2 separate regions of the Mus musculus genome follow, and region 1 is linked to region 2. The links are chromatin contacts, called in public promoter capture Hi-C maps. All regions are on one chromosome and are shown on one strand. The core of a region is the stretch at or near the end of the contact, and the rest is flanking DNA. Distances in the headings are between cores, read along the strand shown. Region 1 holds the start of Haus6 (HAUS augmin-like complex, subunit 6). Region 2 has its middle 220 kb from the start of Adamtsl1.

Region 1 (5,094 bases), core at 1,033-3,532, 770 kb before region 2:
AGGACTTGTTATACAAGGGATGTTCGAGAAAGAATAGCCAGAAGTTCAGGGTGCTGGAAGGGGAAGCTGTATACTTAGGTGAAGGGAGCCTCCTAGCCTGGAGAGTGTAGTGGTGGAGTCATAGAGTAGGACTCTGGTGATGGCTTTAAAGTCTGAGGTCTTGGGGCTTTCTAGCTCTCTAACTGTACTGAAATGCTGATGATAACTTCTAAAACGTCCTTCTGAGGGTAAAAGACTGCTGGTTTAGGTGATTAATAACTGTAGCCTAACAGCAGAGGATTAAACAATGTGCCTTTGTTCCATCTCGGCAGGAACTGCTGGGCTCTAACTTTCAGCCTGCTAGTCAGAAGTCACAGGAAGAAAAAGGGACACTTAGAAAAGTTATTATAGCATTTATTACTAAGTTGTAAAAAGTTTCCTATGGAAGCCATCTAAGGGGAAAAGCGAAAAGATCCTAAGTGGGAAAAGGAAAAGGGAAAAATTCTTCTAAGGGGGGAAAGGCAAAAAATTCTAGTCTAAGTGGGGAAAGGCTTTAAAAAATTCTTCTTTCTCATTTGTCTTCAGTACCTATACATCTTTCAGAATACATGATCACAAAGTTCACACAAAAAATCAAATCATAAATTGAAATAGAAGTTTACAATAGAGAATGTCTACATTCGTATCCATTAGGAATAATTTTCTGGCTAAACATCCATCACCTGTCTCAGCTCCACAGGTTCACTGAAGGTTTAAAACCATAACTAAGTTATTAGTGAAGTTTTGTATAGATAAACCCAGTCAATATTTTATCTTCTGTCCTAGCACCTATAATAAATCATTAGTTCCCTTTATATGACTTTTGGTTAATTGTTTTATCACCTCTTGGAATGTGCTCTGAATAGGAGAAAATCTGGTTACCATCTAAGAACTGGTAACATGTGGAAAATTGGCCGAGTTCTCATTGCAGTTTTGACTATCAAAAACGACTTAATAGGAGTCCCAGTAAAAATGAGCTTAATAATCACAGATAAAATTTTAGGAATTCTTATAGGATCATCATGATGACTTAAGTCATCTATTTGTCTATATGGCATCACTACAAGACAATACATCTTCATGGATCTGCAGAGATCTGCTCCAAAGGGGTGTGCTACTACTTAGTGATTGTTATATATTTTTAATAATAACAGGAAAAGCAATATTAATAGCAGGAATCTTCCCTAAAATGAATTCCTTACAGCCTTGCTTAATAAGGGTGCACCTGTCGCAGGTCATCTAATAATCCGAAGTAGACCACTTCAGGATGATGCTTGTCCCATTATGACTCCTGACACTCAGCAGAGAGACAGACTTTGTTGTAGTTGTTATTCGAGATAGGGTTTCTCTGAATAGCTCTGGCTGTCCTGGAACTCACTCTGTAGACCAGGCTGGCCTGCAACTCAGAAATCCGCCTGTCTTCTCCTCCCAAGTGCTGCCCGGTGAGAGACAGATTTCTAGTACAGCAAGTTGAAGTATGGCTGGTGGTGCCTCCCACAAAGATGGAGAGCATTCCAGAATTAGGAATTCAGGGTCATCTTCCTTTGGGAAGGGAGTTCAAGGCCAGAGGAGGCTAAAAGAAATCTCGACTTGCAACCTCCACGACCAAAGAAACATTTGATAATAAAAATTTTGCCAAGCACTCTAGATGAGGTGATCAATGAACAACTCCATCGGCCCCTGTGACTCTTGCCCATTAATTCATATAGTAGGAAGGCAGGTACAGTCTTCGACGCCAGACTGCGCTACATAAAGTTAGAGCTACATAGCAAGATCCTGCCTTTTTGGTTTTGCTTTGTTTTATTTCGAGACAGGGTTTCTTTGTGTAGCTCTGGCTGTCCCGGAAATCAGTAGTGTTCTCGAACTAACAAAGTTCTTCTCCTCTGAGTACTGGGATTAAAGGAGTACACCGCTGCCTCCACCGGACAAGACCCTGTCTTAAAATAAAGGAAAAGATGATTTGTTTAGGGCCATACACCTGCATCACTCACTATAAGGAGCTACAATGTAGCTTTTACTGAACAGCAATCACAACCCGAGCAACAGAAACCTAAAACGCAAAGAATCCGGAACTAAGGCCGGGAGGGCTCTAGAAAACACCCGGTTTCCGGACCTTGGGGCAATTGGCTGGTCACGCAATGCTTTGTGGGTCTTATAGTTTCTCTCAGGGACTTCATGTGCCCGGAGACAGGGATGCATTGCATGGTGGGAGATTGAGTCCTCTTAGGAAGACCAGTCCCGGAAGTCGGGACTGCGCCTGCGCCTGCGCAGTGTAGTCTTCCGCAAGCGCGGGAGTCTTGGTTTGCGTGGAGCGCTGCAGTCACTGTCTGTTTTTCTGGGCGCGTTCGGCCTTTTGTGGTGGGATGGCTCTCGGAGAGGAGGCAGCGGGCGGCCGCCGCAGAGGGGTTGTCGTCACCCCGGGATGCCTGTAGGAGGGGTCCAAGGGTCCTCACGGCTTCGGTGCCTTCGTTTTCCTCCGTCACAGTCGCCCTGCCCGTGGAAAGCATGAGCTCGGCCCGGGACTCCGCTTTCGAGAAGCAGCATCTCTGGATGTACCTGCAGGCGCTGGGCTTGGATCCGAGCTCCAGCATCACGTTCGGCGGGAAGATGGTGCCGCACGCGCACCTTGGAGAGTAAGGAGATCTGGGGCGGTGGCGCGGTCCTTGGCGTCCAGTCACTGGCGGCAGAACCCTGTGGTGGGGGACTGGTCGTCACCAGTGTAAGGGATGCGGGTGCGGGACGCTTTAGAGGCGTGCTCTGCAGTTGAGGCACAACGGCGGGCCCGCTTAACCCTGCCTTCGTGGTCTGTAGTTGGTGGGAGGCGTCGGGGAACTATATATGCAAACATCTTATAAGTAGTTAACTGTGGGTTTAAACTTTGAATCCGAACTAAAACATGTTACAGCTAGCAAAAACATAATAATGTGTGGGAATGAAAATCAAAAGCCGATACCCTTTCCTTTGCCACTTCAGTTATGGTTGCGATCACAAAAAGAAATACTTTGTTTATATTTGTATACTTTAGACACGAGCTTCCGGTTTCAGGCCCCCTTTCCTCCTTATAATTTAATGGAAAGAATGATTCTATTATTACTATATCACCATCATCACCATTATTACTATTTTTTTTTTTCGAGACAGGGTTTCTCTGTATAGCCCTGGCTGTCCTGGAACTCACTTTGTAGACCAGGCTGGCCTTGAACTCAGAAATCCGTCTGCCTCTGCCTCCCAAGTGCTGGGATTAAAGGCGTGCGCCACCACCGCCCGGCTACTATTATTTTTATTTTGAGACAAAACCCCCCTCTCTGTAGTAATGGGAGGTGTGCTGGGATTTTAATTCCATCGCCTTGCTCCTCCAGATTGCTGTTTTGCTTGCTTGTATGTCTTGTGTGAGGTTGTCAGATCTTCTGGGACTGGAGTTACAGTTTAGATCTGCCATGTGGATTCTGGGAATTGAACCCGTGTCTTTTTGGAGGCGCAGACACTGTTAGTAACCTGAGACATCTCTCCAGTCTCAATGAATTTTGTCTTTTGTTTGATTTTTGTTTTTGTTTGTTTGTTTATTTTTCAAGACAAGGCTTCTGGACCTCTTTTTGTGGACAGGCTAGCCTTGAACTCAGATACCAGCCTGCCCTTGCCTCTTATGTGCTGGGGATTAAAACGTCCCACCAACCATCCCTAGTTAAATTAACTTTGTTTTGTTTTTTGATGCTTTAGACATTTTTATGCAACCTCAGTTAAGTAGGTATATGATAGTATGCAATCATTCACTTGTAGTAGGTTATACATGTTATTTTAAAGCAATTCCATGGCATACATGTAATTTTACTATTAGGGACGAAAGTAAATTTGCATACTAAAGGATGCTCCCCCATTTTTTTCCTTTGAGATGGATGATTATATACCATGGCCTCCAGCTCTGTTTGCCTCTCTTGCTTAAGTGTTGATATCATGTTAACTTTTGGTTGATGCATTTTCAGAAACTTTTGCTGCTGTTACATTTCAGCCCTCACATAACTATGCTACCAGAATAGGGTGATGAAGTTTCCAGAAACAGGGCTGGCTGGGCATGACGGTGCATGCCTTTAATCCCAGCACTCGGGAGGCAGAGGCAGGTGGATTTCTGAGTTCAAGGCTAGCCTGGTCTACAGAGTGAGTTCCAGGACAGCCAGGGCTACAGAGAAACTCTGTCTCGAAAAGAAAAGGAAAGAAAAGAAAAGAAAAGAAAAGAAAAGAAAAGAAAAGAAAAAAGAAACCGGGCTGGAGACAGTTTCTGTTATGTTCCTCATGTTCCTCACCAAGGACAAGAATAATCTGGGGATAGATCCGTCATCTGTTGCCCCCATCTATTTAATTGTTATCTTTTTGTTTTTCTTCAATTTTTGTTTTTTTTTTTTTTTTTCCAAGACAGGGTCTCACTATTTAGCTCTCTGGCTGTCCTGGAATGCATTATGTAGACTGGGTTGGCTTCAGACTCATGAGAGATCCATTTGCCTCTGTTTCCTAGGTACTGGGACTAAAGGCATGAGACTCTGCTCCCAGCTGGTCTTGTGCTTGTGATAATCCTCTTGCCTTGGCTTCTGGAGTGCTGGGATTGATTGCAGGAGTGTGCCATTGTGCCTGCATGTATTTTGTCAGTATAATTTCAGTTCTAATGGTTGTGTTAATGCACCTAGGTATCTTATTTTTAATCTCTCTCTCTCTCTCTCTCTCTCTTTCTTTCCTTCCTTTTTTCTTTCTTCCTTTCTTCCTTTCTTTCTCTTCCTCCTCCTTTTTCCTCCTCATCTTCCCCTTCCTCCTCCTCTTCCTTCTTTTTCCTCTTCCTCCTTCTTTTTCTTCCTTTTTTTTTTTTTCTTTTTTGGAGAAAAAGGTTTTAATATCTCAGGCTGGTCTCAAACTCCAGATATGACCTTAATCTCCTAATCCTTCTGCCTCCACCTCCAAGTGTCAGGTGTGGTAGAAGTATGTACCACCATTCCCAGTTATTCATCTGTTTCTTAGTTTTTGTTTCATTTATTGTCTGTGAGTGTGCAAGTGCGAGCCACAGCAAGTGTGTGCAGGTCAAAGGACAATGTG
Region 2 (5,170 bases), core at 329-2,828:
GAGATCTGCAGCCAGCCATCTCTCATGGAGGGGTGGGCTTTTCAGTGATGTTGGTACTTTAAGTAACCACTAACCCATTCTGTCATTAGTAACTACAGGGAAAAACAAGTTATTATTTTGGTTTCCTTTCTGGGGTGAGCTGGTTGTCTGTGTGTGTGTGAGTGTGTGTGTGTGTGTGTGTGTGTGTGTGTGCATGTGTGTTCTCTCTGTCTCCTCAAAAAGTCTTTACCTCCAGGTAAACATTTGTATAGCTCAGGCTAATTTTGAAATCATAGCTAAGTAGCTATGATTTATCATTACAAATGTTGATATTATAGGTATTAACTATCATAACTACTTAGATAAGATTTCCTTATTGAGATTTTCTCATCTCAGGCAGTTCTAAAATCCTCAAATTATTGTAACTGTACCTTGCAAGCCAGATGTAAAGTTCTGATAGAAAAATGTCGAAACCACGTCTTTTATGTAGTTGTCACATTTGCCCCTCAATGGCTAGTTGTTTCATCATCTCCCTGTGAAGGAATGCTCTCCATATTCTGTATTCCATTCTCGATTTTATATAGGATGCTAGATGAAGCACGTACAATATGAGTGCCAACTACACTGGCTCTTGCTTTGCTTTGGGTAAGAATGAGTTCCATTAGGACTGAAGTCTGATCTACCGTAGATGCTTTTTGGGATTGTGGCTATTTAAAGTGGACATATCCTGATAAATGGCTGATCATGGGCCTTGGTGATGTTTAACCCAACTCCTCTGACAATTTTGGAATCCTCCTGTCCCAGGCATACACATACGCAGCTCTCCAGATGCAAATGTTTACTTGAGAGACACATGTGTGGAATTCTAGAGTAAATAGAGAGAGTGAGAACTGTCTGTAGTTGAAAGGTCTGTGGGTTAGAATTCACATGTTATATTCCTAAATGTGTCTGGAACTTCCCGAGGGATTTCAGGAAAATCACTTAACTTCCCCAACTCAGCTGAGGAATAGAAATCATATTATTTATCTGCTTTAGATTGTGCAATCATGCTTTCCTTTTTACAGTCTTAGATACTACACAACTCAACGAATCCCCAGGATATTAGAAGGATATTAACATATGCCAAGCAAACTGCAGCCTGAGATGTATCAAGTTTCCAAAGGTCTGTGTTTTTCCTGAGGAAATTTGAGACCAGGGATGATATCTGTCCTGTGGCCACATGAACAGGCGCCTCTCCATTCCCACGTTACAGGGCAGAATTCCACTGCTCCCTCACTTTCTATTCTAGTCAAATATTGGGTCTCCCTATCTTCTTCCCCACCGCCCCCATTTAATAGGAAACACATTCTCTTTCCGTAGGACACAAATAGAAGAAAAAGGGGGGGGGGAGGAGAAAGAGAGATTTAAGTAGAACTGCAGAATCTGTACCTACATACAACTTGCTAAATATATATAGATGAAAATAGCCAGAGCTGAGAGAGAGGAAAAAAAGAAGAGTGTTTTAACAGTAAAGTAAAACCACAACTAATGACTTCAGGAGACAGGAGCTAGGTGGACAAGCACAGCACTGCAGTTTTAAATATATGGGATTTGGCTTCACCTCCCCAGTAAGTGGCCTGGCACCAATTCAAATAGGCTGGTCTGGCACGCTAGTGCCTCTGTGAGGGACCACACTGGCGGATGGAAACGACCACAAAGCCACAGAGAAAGTGCAGGTTTCCAAAGGCAACAAGAAGGCAAGCAGACTGGCAGCTAAAACAATGCCAAGGCTCCTTCATCAGCAGGGAGGGGCAGCCTTGCCAAGGCAGATTTTCTTTCTCTGTACATTGGGATGGCCAACCATAAGCCTGATCAGTGGCAGGATGGGCAGTGGGTATCAGGCACCACGGAGGAGGAGCCAGGCACAGATGGCCCAAGGGCTGGCCACAAGGGAGGGCATCCTTTAAAGGATGATCGCAGAGCAATCTCTGCTCTGGGTACCATAGTGCAGAAAGCTGAGAGAGTCATGTTTGTGGAATATTTCTGTGTACTAAAAAGAGGCAATAATCTTTATGGGCTTCTAGCTCTGGAAAATATTTTTCTATACAAACAAGTTGTTTTTCATGCCATTGAAGACTGCCAAATGATTTGGTACATGAAGCATTCTTGCTTTACACTGCCTGAAAGTAAGGAATCTACTTCAGAGAGTGGAAGACACAGCAGGGGGCTTTTGTTGGCCACCAGCCACTTTTAGCATCTATGGTGGTGTCTACACAATGCCAACTCTGCTAGCTGGAAAGCTGAAGTGGAATTAAAGCTTTTTCCAAGGAGGCTGCACAATACATAATGGTATCACTATTCACTGTGAGTTGGCTGATGCCTTTGATGGTCTAACAGCCAGGCACAGTTTTCTCAGTGTTATAGCAAGGGCAAGAACTAACTTCTGAGGTTTTCAGAGGAGGCAGTTCAGACAAATTATGTCCAACTCCTTGAATGAGTTAAAAAAAATGCCAAGCACTTGTCAAAAATGATATATTCTCCAGCTGACAAGAAAACAACCATAATGATGGACATTGTGTGTTAATAGCTCTCCTTTGCTGTCTTGGCCTTAGGAGACCAACTTTGTAGCAACAATAATGATCAAGCAACTTTGACGTTTCCCATCGCTCTTCACACCTCACATGAGAATTTTATTTCATTGACAAAACCATGCAGCTTAGGTGCTTCCAGACCTAGTCGGGACATTTCTGAAGCAACAGGAACCTCTGTGACAGACACACAGTTAAGTCAAAAGCGGCAATAGGGAAGAGATGAGTCAGATGACTGGGTTGTTCTACATCACCCTATATTACCTTTGAATACCAGATGGAGAACTGGAGGAAGGAGGGATGTGTAGTGGGCAGTGTGGCTACAGGGTCCTCATGTTTTTAAAACAAGATACAGCCAAGACTTTGGAAGTCTTACAAACTATATGTTAAGGCCATATAAACATATGATATCATCAATGAAGAAGATTTAGAGAGCTAGAAAATGGATGTAACACCAAGCCAGGAAGAATAAATACACAGAAGCCAAGAACAAAGACATAGGAAGCCAAAGAAAGGCTATATTACTACAAGCCAAGGGCAGAGACTATATATTAAGAAGGGCATCACCAACTGTGCTGAGTGAACTTGGCAGCAATGATAAGGACTGAGAAGTGATAACTGGACTTGGTGGCATGAAGGTTATTTGACCCACACCAAAGTCTCCATGACCCTGTGAGAAGCTAAACGAGGTTAAAAACTCCACAGACATGTTTATCCATGGTAGGTAAATATCCCTGGTTATAAAGAGGAGAAAGATAAGAGATAGGTGTTGGGAGGTTGTGGCTGACCAGAGAGCAATTGCAGGCTTACTCCTCTTATGTGATGCCTATCTTAGCATCGAAGATACTGCAACAGGAAGAAGAACCAAGAGTCAAAGCAAAAGTGAGGATGTGACAAAGGACTGAGGTGATTGGACAGTGTGTATGGAGGAGTAAGACATGCATCTTTTCTGGGCAGAAGTTCCTCTGAGGATCAGAAGGCTGGGCACAAGGATGGGCTGACAAGAAAAGCAGAGAGGCAGAGGGCTGTAGGTAAAGGCTTCTTTGACATCCCGCCTCGCTCTGTGCTTCTGAGCCAGTTCTTTTGCAAGAGCACCTGGTGCAGGATGCTCCTCTGCTCTGGTCCTTCTGTTAGTTACAGTTTATTTTTTTCTCTCATCTTTCACAAAGTTACCAAATTCACTTCATTTTGCACACCATAGTGCCACATCTTTTCATTTACTTTTTTTACCCCAAAGGGTCACGTCTTGTTTGAGAAAGGTTTGTTTTGATTTGCCTTTTTATTGTGCTAAATACAGAAAACATGCCATTTGAGCTAATTTTATATGCACAATGAAGTCTTATTAATTGTGTTCATTTAAAATGTGAAGCCATTGCCAGCATCCATTTCTAAAGCCGCCTATTACATATGAACTCCTTACTTCCCTGGCTCCCAACCCTAGGACCTCAATCCTACTTTTAGTCTATGAACTTACCTTTTCTATGTACCTTACTTAAGTAGATATTTGTCCTTTATTCTTATTTATCTTAGGGTAATACTTCCATCCACATTATATGTCAGTTCTATTTGTTTAGTTAAATTAAATAATGAGTTGCATGTGTCACTTTAAAAATTTTTTTTTAAATTTTTTTTGGTTTTTCGAGACAGAACTCACTCTCTAGACTAGGCTGGCCTCGAACTCAGAAATCTGTCTGCCTCTGCCTCCCAAGTGCTGGGATTAAAGGCATGTGCCACCACCTATTCATTGGTGCTTGGGTTGCATCCACCCTTTGTGGAATGTGCATTTTATGGTGAGTCATGCATTGTGAGCTGGGGCAAACCAAGTATCTGTGGGAGTACCTGCTTTCAGTTGCTCTGAGTATATACTAACCAAATAAATAAATAAATAAATAAATAAATAAATAAACAAATAAATAAATTTGCATGTGCGTGGGAAGACAGCTTGATAAGATAGCAGCCATCTGAGTGGTAACTGCCAGGTGACTTGGCACAGCCTCACCCTTACAGGATAAAGATTTAAGACACCTGAACGTGTTTTGCTGGCCACTTAATTGATGCCCAAGCTGTTCCTTAATTGACATTGGATATATCACTGTTTTTCAGGAAGCCCGGGTATATTCTAGTTGGCCATGGCCCACTTTTATCTCACTTATTTGCCTTGGGAAACAGGTATATAGCAATACCATTGTTGCTTAAAACTAATTTATGTCTATATGACCCCAGTAAGGGGTGCTTTGTATAATTCTAAGTCTGTTTGCCTCTTCCTTTTTGATCTCGTAAGACTTCCTACCATTTGATCTATCCACATGAACTGGGACTTGGCTTTTCTGAAACAATGTGGTAGTTCTGTGTATAACTTTCCAAGAAATTAACGACAGCTTTTTCATAGTGGTGACACCAATTTACACTCCCACCAACAATGCATAAAAGGTCTAGCTTCTCCATTTCTCACCAATAAATAGTATTTTCTGCTATTGATGCTCCTTTTGTCGTTACTATTTTGAATTTTACCATGCTAAGGGTATGTCTTGGTGCTGATGCACTTTTTCTTTATTTCTCAATAAATGTTTATTTAGTTTTATTCACATGCATGGATATTTGCCTCCATGAGTTATGTGCAGTCC

What was found. Promoter capture Hi-C pulls out the DNA fragments that hold promoters and counts their contacts.
Region 1: a contact with region 2 is called in a promoter capture Hi-C map of cranial neural crest. The contact joins the promoter of Haus6 here to the enhancer-like site in region 2. A contact is called at or near these places in 7 of 39 promoter capture datasets (the C10 cell line, cranial neural crest, embryonic stem cells and 3 more).

What each region holds. Positions count from the first base shown.
Region 1 is chr4:86,609,243-86,614,336 of GRCm38.p6, reverse strand. It overlaps Haus6 (HAUS augmin-like complex, subunit 6), which reads left to right and starts at 2,282. Exons shown (of 17, transcript NM_173400.3): 1 at 2,282-2,651. The coding sequence starts at 2,524.
Region 2 is chr4:85,834,314-85,839,483 of GRCm38.p6, reverse strand. It overlaps a transcript of Adamtsl1 not described here. Among named protein-coding and RNA genes, the nearest start is that of Adamtsl1, 220 kb to the left of the region's middle. Within about 2 kb of position 1,578, at least 41 of the 459 cell types and tissues checked have an H3K27ac peak or open chromatin away from gene starts, as enhancers often do.